Linked DNA regions of Gossypium arboreum: region 2 is linked to region 1. A link is a contact called in public Hi-C data. All regions are on one chromosome and are shown on one strand. The core of a region is the stretch at or near the end of the contact, and the rest is flanking DNA. Distances in the headings are between cores, read along the strand shown.

What was found. A called contact is a pair of places that touch in the nucleus more often than the background predicts.
Region 2: a contact with region 1 is called in a Hi-C map of leaf, with 2.9 times the contacts expected there. The contact joins the promoter of LOC108483425 here to the promoter of LOC108463228 in region 1. A contact is called at or near these places in 2 of 5 Hi-C or Micro-C datasets (both in leaf).

The regions. Positions count from the first base shown.
Region 1 is chr1:100,925,801-100,931,754 of ASM2569848v2, forward strand. It overlaps LOC108463228 (auxin-induced protein 6B-like), which reads left to right and starts at 4,554. Exons shown (of 1, transcript XM_017763169.2): 1 at 4,554-5,632. The coding sequence starts at 4,720. The coding sequence ends at 5,172.
Region 2 is chr1:101,282,152-101,288,777 of ASM2569848v2, forward strand. LOC108483425 (filament-like plant protein 4) reads left to right here and starts at 2,432. Exons shown (of 6, transcript XM_017786811.2): 1 at 2,432-2,765; 2 at 4,060-4,206; 3 at 4,376-4,595; 4 at 4,697-6,626. The coding sequence starts at 4,081.

The sequences.
Region 1 (5,954 bases), core at 3,304-5,803:
GTATTATAATAAAATAATATAAATATTTTATCTTTAAGAAATAGAGGTACTTTTTCTACAGTAAAATTAACACATTAAATATTACATTTAAAAAATATCATATTAAAATTTATCAAATTAAAGTCACAGCTCAATCAATATAGTAATTATTATAATAATTAGGAGTATGTAAATTTGAATATGTTTAAATGCATATTTTTCTTGGAAAGGCTTAATTGAATAATAATACTAAAATTGTATAAAATATTATTAAATGGCGAACTAAGTGTTAGCTTATTTACCATAAATTCTCCATTCTCCTATATCTTTTAGAATTCGAAAGATTATAAACATAAAAATAAAAATTATTTGAAGGTAACATGCGAAAGGTTTTTTTTAAGTATATAAAAAAAAATGAATCATGTAATAATTTTTTAATTATTTGTGATCAAATATAAATAACTAAGAATAAGGGGGATGCGAAGCCAAAATAAGGCGTGGGCGTGTGGTGTGGTCTGGAACCGTGAGGTCCGTGACACGTTTCAGTACAACTAAGCAGCTATGAACCTAGACATCCTTTTTTTATAAAAATAATAATATCCGAAGGAAAAATAGCTTCTCTTGCCGCATAGAATATAATCTTATTGGCCCATTTGTGATTGGAGGTTCCTACTTCACAATCATATTTCTATAAATATAATCGGTGAAGTTAAATACTAAAAAAATTTAAAATACTAAATTATAAAAATAATCACTTTTGTTTGTTTCAGATTATATTTTAATTATTTATGTTTGAAATGTTACGTTCTCGTCACTTACGTTATCGTTTGTTATGAAGTGGTCACTCTACCATTAAGCTTTGTTATCTCCTTAACGGCGGTCCTATGTGACAGTCTAAATGGGTTTTAAATGCCAACTTAGATGTCCTTCGTGACAGTCCAAATTAAATTTATTTAATTAAAAGCCTATTTTCATCCCAGCAACTAGACATCCTAGTTAGCATTTAAAACTCATTTGGACTGCCACGTAGGACTGCCGTTAGGGAGGTAACGAAGTTTAGCGTTAAAGTGACCTCTTTGTAACAAAGCAATAACGTAGGTGACTAAAATATAACATTTTAAACATAAGTGACTAAAATTTAATCCGAGGCCAACAAAAATAATTATTTTTGTAGTTTACCCAAAACTTAATAATTTTTGAAAGGGCAAATTATTTTTTACTAAATTTTAAATCTAAAAAGTTCCGAAAACAATAAGTGGAGGCCCCTAACTATACATTCGTATTGTTTTCATAAAATACCATTTTGATGTTGTGCTTAATATTGTATGTGTTTTTTGCTATTGAAGAACGATGGCTTGGCACTAATGTGGATAAACACTATACTATTCGGAATAATAATTGTGAGAGGGGATGAATAGAAAATAATCATCAAGTCGTCGCCCGCGTAATTCATAACCAATTCTTACTCCTTTTCAAGCTCCCTCATTGTCAGTCTCAAAAATCCTACTAAACCAAAAATGCCTACAAGTCTTGTAAAATATTGCAACTGGTCAGAGAGTAATGAGGATTGGACAAGGAATCCCATATTCAACATGCCCTGGAGATGGAACTCCATCAACTAAACAATGTTCAAGTGAGAGAAAGGATTGGTGGTGCACTTCGACCAGGAGGACCTTGCTTTAAGTATAACACATTGGAGTCACTATATGATTGCTTATATTCATGATTTTAGAATTAAATTTTTGGTTAAATCTCCACATGCAGATAAGCAAGTAAGAGACCGAGGTTGTACCCTCTAAAGATGGGTATTTTTGTGTTACGATTCGACAACATTGTACATCTTCAGTTTATACATAGAGAGGGGGCTTGGGTAATCGAAAGAGCCCTGTTGATGATTACCTAATGGTCTCCAAATATTCATCCAAGTATGGTTCTCTTTACATGAGTGCAGATATGGGGCTCCCTTTGGAGTATATGAGGCCTTTCATTGCAACAAGGCTAGGGAAAATAGCAAGCAATGTTATTCACATTGATTGGAATGGAAGAACAGTTAAATGAACAAATGGGAGAAATCATATTGCGACTAGGTTTTTAGATGGAGTCTAATGTCTACTAGATCTATTTTAATGGTACGATATGGGCTACAAGGAGTCATGGTCCTACGAGGTCAACATATGTGGAACTTAGGCTAAATGCTGTTGTACAAGTGATAATTCCTACTCGTTCTAGAGAAACAAGTTTCAGTTTGGAGCAGGTGAGCAAAATGTTGATAATGAGATGGTAAATGTTAATAATGATAATGGTAATGGTATTGATAATGTTTCTATCGAACTTGATCCATCATTCGATAGTTGAAGGATGGCCAGGGATGAGAAGACCAAATCAGAACAAAGGGGGTTTAAATTCTTTAAATTCAAACTCTCCTGATGATTTCAATGGCATAGCAAGGAATGAAAACAATGCTATGGGTGCAAGGGAAAACAACCAAGACAATGCTATGGTAATGTAGTTGTTGCTTGTCTTGATAACAATATTGATTTTAGTGATTTGGGTAGGGAAATGAACTTAGATGATAGAGTTGGGAAGTAAATCACATAGGATTAGTGTTATTGGGTCTGAAGTTGTTGTCGATTCTACTACTATCTAAATATGGGTTTAGCTAGGCTGTATCTCCCATCACTATGATACTTATAAGTTGGAATGTTAGGGGTTGGATCAACTCCTAGTATCATAGTATTGTGTGTGATTGACATGTAAGTGTTAGGCTTGAAACTATAAAAAAGTGTAGGTGAAATGAGATTTTAAAATTTTTTTATACACTTTTATAAAATAAAAGAGAAACTTCAATTTATACTGTTTGACTTTTTAATTTTTTTACTTCTACTACTTCAATTTTCCACCTTTTTCCTTCCGTTGGCCATAATTTTATTGTTTTCTATGCAGAAAAACTTGTGATATGGAAAAAAAATAATGAAAGTATTATTACAGCTTTTTAATGTGTGTTGCCATTTTCTTTTTGATTAATATTTACAATATCTATATATGGGGATGTATTATGTTGAAATTGGAAGGACATTTGCGATAAAAACGAAATAAATGATATGATCCTTAAATCCTAGCAAGTGGGGTTGTTTCTCACTTCTTAACGTGCAAATACTATGACGCTTGGGGGGATGCACTCTACCTGCCCAAAACATGCACGTGGACCCATCAATCCAATCACCTTTCATAAATAATATATGAAAATGAATGATTGCTTTTTTATAAATATGATTTAATATTTCCTACTTCGAAATTATTATATATTTTTATACAACATTTATAAATGTTTGTAAAGTTTAAAACCTCCAATAATAATGTTCTAAATATTTTTTTATTATTTTAAAATTTTCAATGCTCATAGTCACAAGAAACTTGAGTTAGCTTGGGCTAGATGGGAGGCGAGAGAGTTTATTTGTTTTCAAATTTAGTGTACGTGTTTTGCCTGGTTTAGAAAATAATCAATCAATGCAACGTGAAATGTTATGTGCATCTTATGTTAATGTATAGAAATTAATTTTTAATAATAAAAATAGATGAAATTTTTAGTAGATGAGTAATTTATTCTTTGATCTAATATAAAATAATTAATTTATTCAATTTTGATTAAAAAATACAATTGAATTCTTAATATAAAGACTTCTATAATATTTTTTACATATAAATAAAATATAAATGATTTAAATGTATACTGATATGATGAAATGTTGGGTGCATGTTAATTATATATGTTGAAATAATTTCCATAAATGATATATTTAGGAAATTAAAAAAAAAAAAAAGAAAAAGAATAGAGATGGGGTATCCTGGCACATGGATAGCAAAGTCAGATACGGAGAATACAAATTCGTTTTTTTATTATATGATTTAGAAAACAAAAAAGCAGCTTCCAATTGACTCAACCACTTGTAAAGCCATGGTGGGCTTTCTCGAGGCTTCAATTTATTTCATTACATCCTTTTGTTTTTTTTCTGAGTTTTCAACATTAAATATTATTTATTATATATTAGCAATATCCACCCTCTATTAAATTAAATTAAAATGGGGAATTCAAAGTTGGAATTGTATGAAGTTGAATTCCTGTACCAAAAACATCAGTATGTCGAATTTGTTTTGATTGCAATGATGTTTTCAAACCAAGAAAATTATACATTTTACTATGATCAAGTTACTAACTGTTTTTACTCAGTTATGAAATGTCTTTATAATATGTGTTTGGGTGGAGAGTTAAATTTGTTGAATTATGATTAATTTATTAAATTGTGTAAGTATTGAAGGTTGATTATGTTATTATACAAATAAAAATGAAAAAAAAAGACAACATCATCATTTAATTTTGAATGACAAAAATAGAATTGATTTTAATTAATTTCATCAACCAAAAATATAAAACCATTTAAATATAAATGGATTGTATTTTGTATTTATTGTTGGTGATTAAAATTGTTGATTTAGTTACTGATAATAATATAGTATTCCAATTGCCAAAAGACATTTTAAAGCTTTTATTTAATTGCTCACCAATAGCACAACAGACACAGCCTTGTAGTTTTCTCAAACTTTAGGGGCATTCTTCTACATTCCTTTTTATAAAATCCTCCCTCGTAAATTCCATCATTCCATTCACAACCTCCAATCTTTCCCCTCAAATACCCGGACACTTCCATTTTTCTCTCGTTGATTTCCTAATTTGCCGGGAATATGTCGCCGGGGCTTGGCAAATGCAGCAAAATCCGCCACATTGTGAGGCTTCGCCAAATGCTGCGGCGGTGGAGAAACAAGGCCCGCCTGTCGGCCAGTCGCATCCCGTCCGATGTGCCGGCGGGACATGTGGCGGTCTATGTGGGGACGAGTTGCAGGAGATTCGTGGTGCGGTTGACGTACCTGAACCACCCCGTCTTTAAGAAACTCCTTATCCAAGCCGAGGAAGAGTACGGCTTCACTAATCAAGGCCCGTTGTCGATCCCCTGCGACGAGACCGTTTTCGAAGAAGTGATACGATTTATTTCCCGTTCGGATTCGGGTCACTCCGGTAAGTTCACATGCATCGAGGACTTTAAAGGAAACTGTCACGTAGGAATCAGGAGTAAGTTCGATTTGTGGACCGAATCTCGACCGTTACTTCATGGGTTCGTTGAGAAAACAATTTGGTAATTCAGGAAACAGTGAGAACAAAAAGGAAACCGCTTTGATTCTTACCCGGGTTTTTTCACTCAGTTCTGAGTTAGCTCGAGTGAACAATTCATTATACGCTGTTGAAGCAAGTGAGTTGGCCGAGTTGAGAAGCTGGTTACTAATTCATAGTGGGGTTTTCATTTTTTATTTTTTAAGAAATTGGGGGCAAAATGAACCGAGTCAATAATGATGGCTCCGGAAATGAATGGAGATGGCAGAGAAACGTGGGTGAGCTACCCACCGAGTCGTCCCGAGTTCGAATCGGAATGGGAGCAAAGGAAAAAGTTACCGAATCGAGACATTGAGACTATTCAACTCAAGTCTCAAGAACAAGACAAGAACAAGTGATTTTGTGTAAATTCTCAGATTTATTGATTGGTGAAGACAACAATGTACAGATATTAATTCCATCAATATATTCAATTATTTCCATTATTAATTTAATTTTAAATTTCTTTTTTGTTTTTATTATCGATTTTTTTTTGAAAAATGGAATTTTAATTTACTAATATTAGCCGATGAATTACAAATTGTTGTTTTACAATCATGTGGCAGCCGTTAGCTTCTTTTTTTACTTTTTTTTTTTTGTGAAATAAGAAAAATAAATAGGTTTTTTTTACCTAAATAATATTAAAAAAAACTAAAATGATATATTTCAAAAATTATGTACTAAAATGGTACATTCAAAGGGTTGGAGGGTGGTGCCCCTATTTTGACAGAATTTGCATGAAAACAGAAAATAAAAAATAAAAATAAATGGT
Region 2 (6,626 bases), core at 1,182-3,681, 350 kb after region 1:
GGGTGATAGAACCATCATCCGGGCATTCTAAAAGAAGATTTAGTAAGCAAAGTGACTGCGATTATCTACAAAGAGAAGGGCACTTGGAACTTGTCATCTATTGAACATTGGCTTTTAGGAGAGGAGAATGAAGTAATTCTTAATATTCCTAGGGGATCTAAATGGTATAGATAGACTGATATGGCCACATAATGCTTCAGGTTGCTACTCTATCAAATCTGGTTACAAGATAATCAAGAAAGAAGCTGAGGGAAACAACACTTTGAGGCCTTCATCATCATATGTTATTAATAAGTCTATTTGGAACTTTATATGGAATCTGAAGATGCTTAGTAAGATAAAAGTATTTCTCTAAAGGGTCTGTATTGATGCTATTTCTAGTAGTTTCAATTTGTGGAAGAGAGTTAAATTTAGATCCCATTTTTGTAGTACATTCTATTAAGAAATGGAAACTTTGGAGCACTTGTTTTTGGCTGTGATTGGGTGAGGGGTGTATGGTTTGAGGCTTACAGTGGACTTAGAATTAACAAAGGAGATGTGGACGATGTTGTTTGCTAGTTTGTAGAAATAATGAAGTCCATTAGGGATGAAGAGTTGAAAATTAGAATAATCCTTACCTAGTGGATGATATGGAAGATGCGTTGTGAGATGATGATGCAAGGGGCTAGAATAAATGCTAAGAGGACTATTTGCAAGAAAGAAGTGGTAGCTATGGAGATCCTAGAGATTGGGTATAATGGGATGTCTTCTAACCTGAATGAAAATCAATGTAATGATGAGGTTAATTAGCAAAAACCAGAGCAAGGTTGGGTTAAGATAAATGTTGATGGTTTATTAGATCTAAAGACTAAACAAGTTGGTGTTGGAGTCATTGCAAGGGGTTTTCATGGCAAGTTGCTTGGCAGGCAAAGGTGAGTATGGTTGCAATGTCACCTAATTAAGGTAATGGTCGTTCTTATTTTGGTCCACTCTTAATTTTTTTTGTTAATTTGATCATAGCCAAAAAGAAATTTGATCAAATTTGTCACTCCACCCTTAAAATAATAATGGAAGACTAATGTATTTTTTAGTGTCTAAAATAATAACAATGTCTATTTAAAATATTTAACAGATAATTTATCCTAATTTTAAAATGACGAAAATGAGAACCACTCTAATTTAAAAGAACTAAAATAAGAAATGCACATTAACATTCTATTAAGAAATACGCAATCAACATTCTATTACTATTTAATGAACTTCTATTTAGCATGACTGAGGAAGTAATTTAATCTAGCAAAACAGAAATTAGTGTTGGATGTAAAGCAAAGATTAGAGAGCAGGATAAAACCAAATTCAGTAGACAACAAAATCCTGCAATTGGGGTCGAAAATCACTAACATTAAATTACATGTCCCGAATACCAACGGACTGAAGCAATTTCAATGGTGGAGATGCGGTTACACATGGCAATAGATGCAGCGACGGAGCATGGTAGGCAGGCAATATTTGATTAAAACAAATCCTCATTAGCTGTAACGAGTAGTGACGGCGGTCCTAAGTCGTAACATTTACAGTACGCCAAAATCGCACATAGAAACATAGCTTTCCAAAATATCGTTTACAGCCCAGCAGTTGCTCTACCACAGTGAGTATATAGCTATGACAAAATGTATTAAATTTGATTTAAAAACATAATATATTTAAATTATTAATATAAATTACAAACTTATTAAAATTATATTAATATATAAAATAACTATAACATGAAAAAGGTATAACAATGAATTGCCAAAATTCATTTCTCATTTTAATTTTTTAACATAATAATTCATTTGGTCTTCCAATTTTATAAATAAGGTTATTTTAATTTTTATTTAAATTTTTATTTTTTTAATCTTTAAATTTACGTTGTTTGTTAAACTATTCAAAAATAGATGAAAAAATTAATATTTGTTAATTTTATTGATGTGATATATATATAGGTTGTAACATAGATGCCATGCCTACAATTAATTAATTATTTAAAATTTAAAAATTAAAAAATAATTAATTCTTGGCGTACATGTTAATTATTAAGATAACATGCATGTGGGTTGCCATGTGTATAGTGAGTAAAGTTAACAAATGTTAAAATTTTTAATTATTTTGAAATGATTTGATAAATAATATAAATTTTAAAATTTAATTGAAAACTAAAATGACTTTTTTATAAAATTAGAGAATAAAAATATTTAGTGCTCAAATTATCTAAAACAATATACATAAAATAGTGGTTCATATTTTTATCATATGTTTAAGAATAAATAAGATAATGCCATTATGTAGGCTATGAATATATTAAATATAAACCTTAAATGAGAATTTAAGATATAAATACGATTAAAAATAAAAGGTTTATAGATGGAAAGTCCTAAAATCTAATATGAGTTGAGGGAATTTACCATATATATATATATATATATGTGTGTATACGTACGTGTATATGTAACTAACACTGGCCTGTAATTAATGAACAAAAACAAAAAACAGTGGCCTTTAATTTTTATTTGCAGAAAACTATTAATAATCTCAAAGCCGAACTGGTTTTGTAACTTTTGCTTTATTGCCCCAACGCCACCACCACGGTCCCACTCCCTCCTCCTCCGCCATTGCCACCACTTCTTTCACTTCCTCAAAACACTGAAACCAATAACCAAAAAACCCACAAATTTGGATCTTAACTTTAAATCTCAAACAACACTCTTTTGTTTATACTGTACAAACTTTCATTTCTGATTCTCAAGGTAAGTCAAGTTTATGAAATAATGCGAGTTCTAAAATGCTTCTTTCTTTCGTTCTTTCTTTTTTTTTTTTTTAACTTTTCATTTGCTTGTTTGTTTGGTTTAAGCATAAAGGTTGATGGTGAAAGCACAGTTGTAGTGTGTAGTGAGTAAAAATGGAAAACTTATGTTTTTCCCTCTGCCCTTAGTTTTTGTTTCTTTCTGGTTTCTTTTAATTGCAAGACAAATAGATGTCAGGTTTTATGCAGACTAAAATGTTTCATTTGAGATGCTTTTTTTTTTTTGTCGGTGAGGATTCAATTTCTTGTTTTGCCTGATATGAAGCGAGCTTTTGATTCTAAGATCTTTTGCTTTTTGATTAGATCTTCTTTTTGCATTTCAACTGAAGTCATTGATGAACTTGGTTTTGCTCTGATTCGATTCACAACACTTTGAAACACTGACGATCTTACTTGTTTCTATCTAAAACCATGGCGTTTATATTTATGTTGTACGATAATGAATGGATGTCACACGGTGCCTTTTTTTTTCTTCTTCTTCCCTTTTCAGTTCTAAATTGATGGCTTGTCTTTTTCTTTCACGTTATTTTCAGTCCCAAATTACCACAAATACCAAACTCCTGCTGCTTCTTCATTCTAGTAGTACAATCTGCTTTGTAATTTCTCAACCTTGGAAACCTTTTTTTACCCCCTCACATGATGCTCTGTTTGGTAGCTGGGAAAATGTAGTATAAAAGAGAAGAGCACCTTGATTTCTGACAGCTGTCTAATAATTTGATTTGGTCAAAGTAAATTCTAATAAAAATATTAAACTTTCTTCTTAGGATTCTTGGTGACTATTAATAGTTTGGTGAATATCCACCAAAACATTATTCCATCATGCAATGTTAAAGAAATGCTACCTAACCTGATGATCCTCATTCTTAATTTTTTCTATTTCTCAGTGAATTACTAAGATTTGCATTATCTTTGGGAGGATTTATTTGAACTCTTGAGTGGTTTCGATACCAAATATGTAAGGCAGTTAGCTTTTGGTATCATAGAACATGTTTCTGTTTATAGTCTTTGAATACGGTTTAAGAAAATTGAACTTGGTTTGAAATTGTTTTCATTTCGATTAGAAAAAGAATGTCAGAAACTTATCTGAGAGTATTACGGCCTAAATAGGTTGGCTGCAGCGTGTATCCTTAGTCATATACTATGATTTTTGGATTGGAGGGAGGCTGTGATGTTCAGTTTCCTTTTCTTTTGCAGTATATATATTTTTCTTGACAAATTATTTGGTCTTCTTGACATAGGCTATAAAGGGGTTTCAAGTAATGGACCGCCGTTGGCCTTGGAAGAAAAAATCATCTGATAAAGCTGATAAAGATGCTGCTGCTGCCGCCGCCGAAGCAGATGCCGCCGCTGCTGCTTTAGCTTCAGCTGCATCTCAAAATGATCAGGTAAATCTTGTTTATGTAACTAAACCACATCGGAAAATTGGTGTTTATTTTCTCAACATTCTACATTTCTATGCCCTTGCACATTATCTCAGCTGGAGCAGAGATTTATATCTGCTTATCATCTAAATTGTTGAGCTGTTTTATCAGATAATGATTTTGTGTTGAACAGAATACTTACAAAAAACCCAAGTATGTTCAAATTTCCATGGAATCATATTCACATCTCACTGGTTTGGAGAATCAAGTGAAAATATATGAGGAACAAGTCCAGACATTGGAGAATGAGATTAAGCACTTGAATGAAAAGCTCTCTGCTGCCAATTCAGAGATTAGTGGCAAGGAAGACCTGGTGAAACAGCACACTAAAGTTGCAGAAGAAGCAGTCTCGGGTTAGTCTATGCTCAAATGTTCAGTCTAATATAAGAGTAAAGTTCCTGTAGCTAAACTTGGTCCAATTTTTTCTCACTCTCTGCTGTTGAATTTGCTGTAGGTTGGGAAAAGGCTGAAGCAGAGGCCTTGGCCTTGAAAAATCATCTGGAATCTGTTACCCTTTTGAAGCTCACTGCTGAAGATAGGGCATCGCATTTGGATGGTGCTCTTAAAGAGTGCATGCGGCAAATCCGAAATCTGAAGGAAGAACATGAGCAGAAGTTGCAAGATTTGGCTGTTAGCAAAAACAAGCAATGTGAAAAGATTAAGCTTGAGCTCGAAGCAAAGATAGCTTATTTAGACCAAGAGCTCTGTAAGTCTGCGGCTGAAAATGATGCAATTTCTAGGTCTTTGCAAGAACGTTCTAACATGCTGGTCAAGATTACTGAAGAAAAATCTCAAGCTGAGACCCAGATTGAGTGTTTGAAGGGTAACATCGAATCATGTGAAAGGGAAATCAATTCACTGAAATATGAGATTCATGTAGTTTCCAAAGAGCTCGAAATTCGCAATGAAGAAAGGAACATGAGCATGAGAACTGCAGAAGCAGCTAACAAGCAGCATATGGAGGGTGTAAAAAAGATAGCAAAGCTAGAAGCAGAGTGCCAAAGACTGCGTGGTCTTGTGAGGAAAAAGTTGCCTGGTCCTGCTGCACTTGCCCAAATGAAGCTAGAGGTTGAGAGTTTAGGCCGGGATTATGGAGATACTCGATTAAAAAGGTCTCCCGTCCGGCCTTCTACTCCACACACACCTGCTGTCACTGACTTTTCCCTTGACAATGCACAGAAATTCCATAAAGAGAATGAGTTTCTCACTGAACGATTATTAGCAATGGAAGAAGAAACAAAGATGCTGAAAGAAGCTTTGGCAAAGCGTAACAGTGAACTACTGGCTTCTAGGAATCTGTGTGCTAAGACATCTAGCAAGCTTCAAACTTTAGAAGCACAACTTGCCATCAGCAACCAGCAAAGAAGCCCCTCAAAAGCTAGCAATTCACCAAGTGTGACTTCTGTGTCTGAAGATGGAATTGATGATGAAAAAAGTTGTGCCGACTCATGGGCAACTGGTATGATCTCCGAGCTCTCTCAATTCAAAAAGGAAAAGAGCATTGAAAAGTTGAATAAAACTGAAAATGTGAAGCACCTGCATCTTATGGACGACTTTCTTGAGATGGAGAAGTTGGCGTGTTCTTCAAATGATTCAACTGCAAATGGTGCAATCACTAATGCAGGTTGTACAAACAATAAATCACCCGAAGCTGTTAATGCTGATGCTTCAGCAGAGACTTCTTGCAAGGAACTCCATTCTGGAAAGCAGCATGATCTATCACCACCAGCAAATCACGGGTCTATAGTCCATCCTGAATCTGATGCAGACAAATTGCTTGTTATGAAGCTTCATTCAAAGCTTTCTATGGTGCTTGAATCAATGTCCAAGGATGCTGATGTGCACAAAATTCTGGATGACATCAAATGTGCTATCCAGGATGCACAGGACACTCTGAGCGATCACTCTGTCAATGGTGTCTCTGAGGAAGTGGATGGCTCCGAAGGCAAATGCAATGGGCAGGGTCATCTGGAAAATGGAAGCTTAACTGAAGGGAAGGACATTTCTGTGCCTCCAGGTGATAAGGTGACTACAGAAACTTTGCAAACTATAAGTCAAGAATTAGCTGCAGCGATTTCTCAGATTCACGACTTTGTAATGTCCCTGGGGAAAGAAGCAAGGGCAGTTGACAACATATCTTCTGATGCCTATGGATTAAGCCACAAAATTGATGATTTCTCTGTCACCTACAATAAAGTCTTATGCAGCAATGTGAACTTGGATGATTTTATTTTTGGTCTTTCTACTGTTTTAGCCAAAGCCAGTGAACTAAGATTCAATGTGCTTGGCTTCAAGAGTAGTGAAGCGGAAATGAATGGACCTGATTGCATAGATAAGGTTGCTTTACCAGAGAATAAGGGAAATCAAAATGATTCATCAGGGGG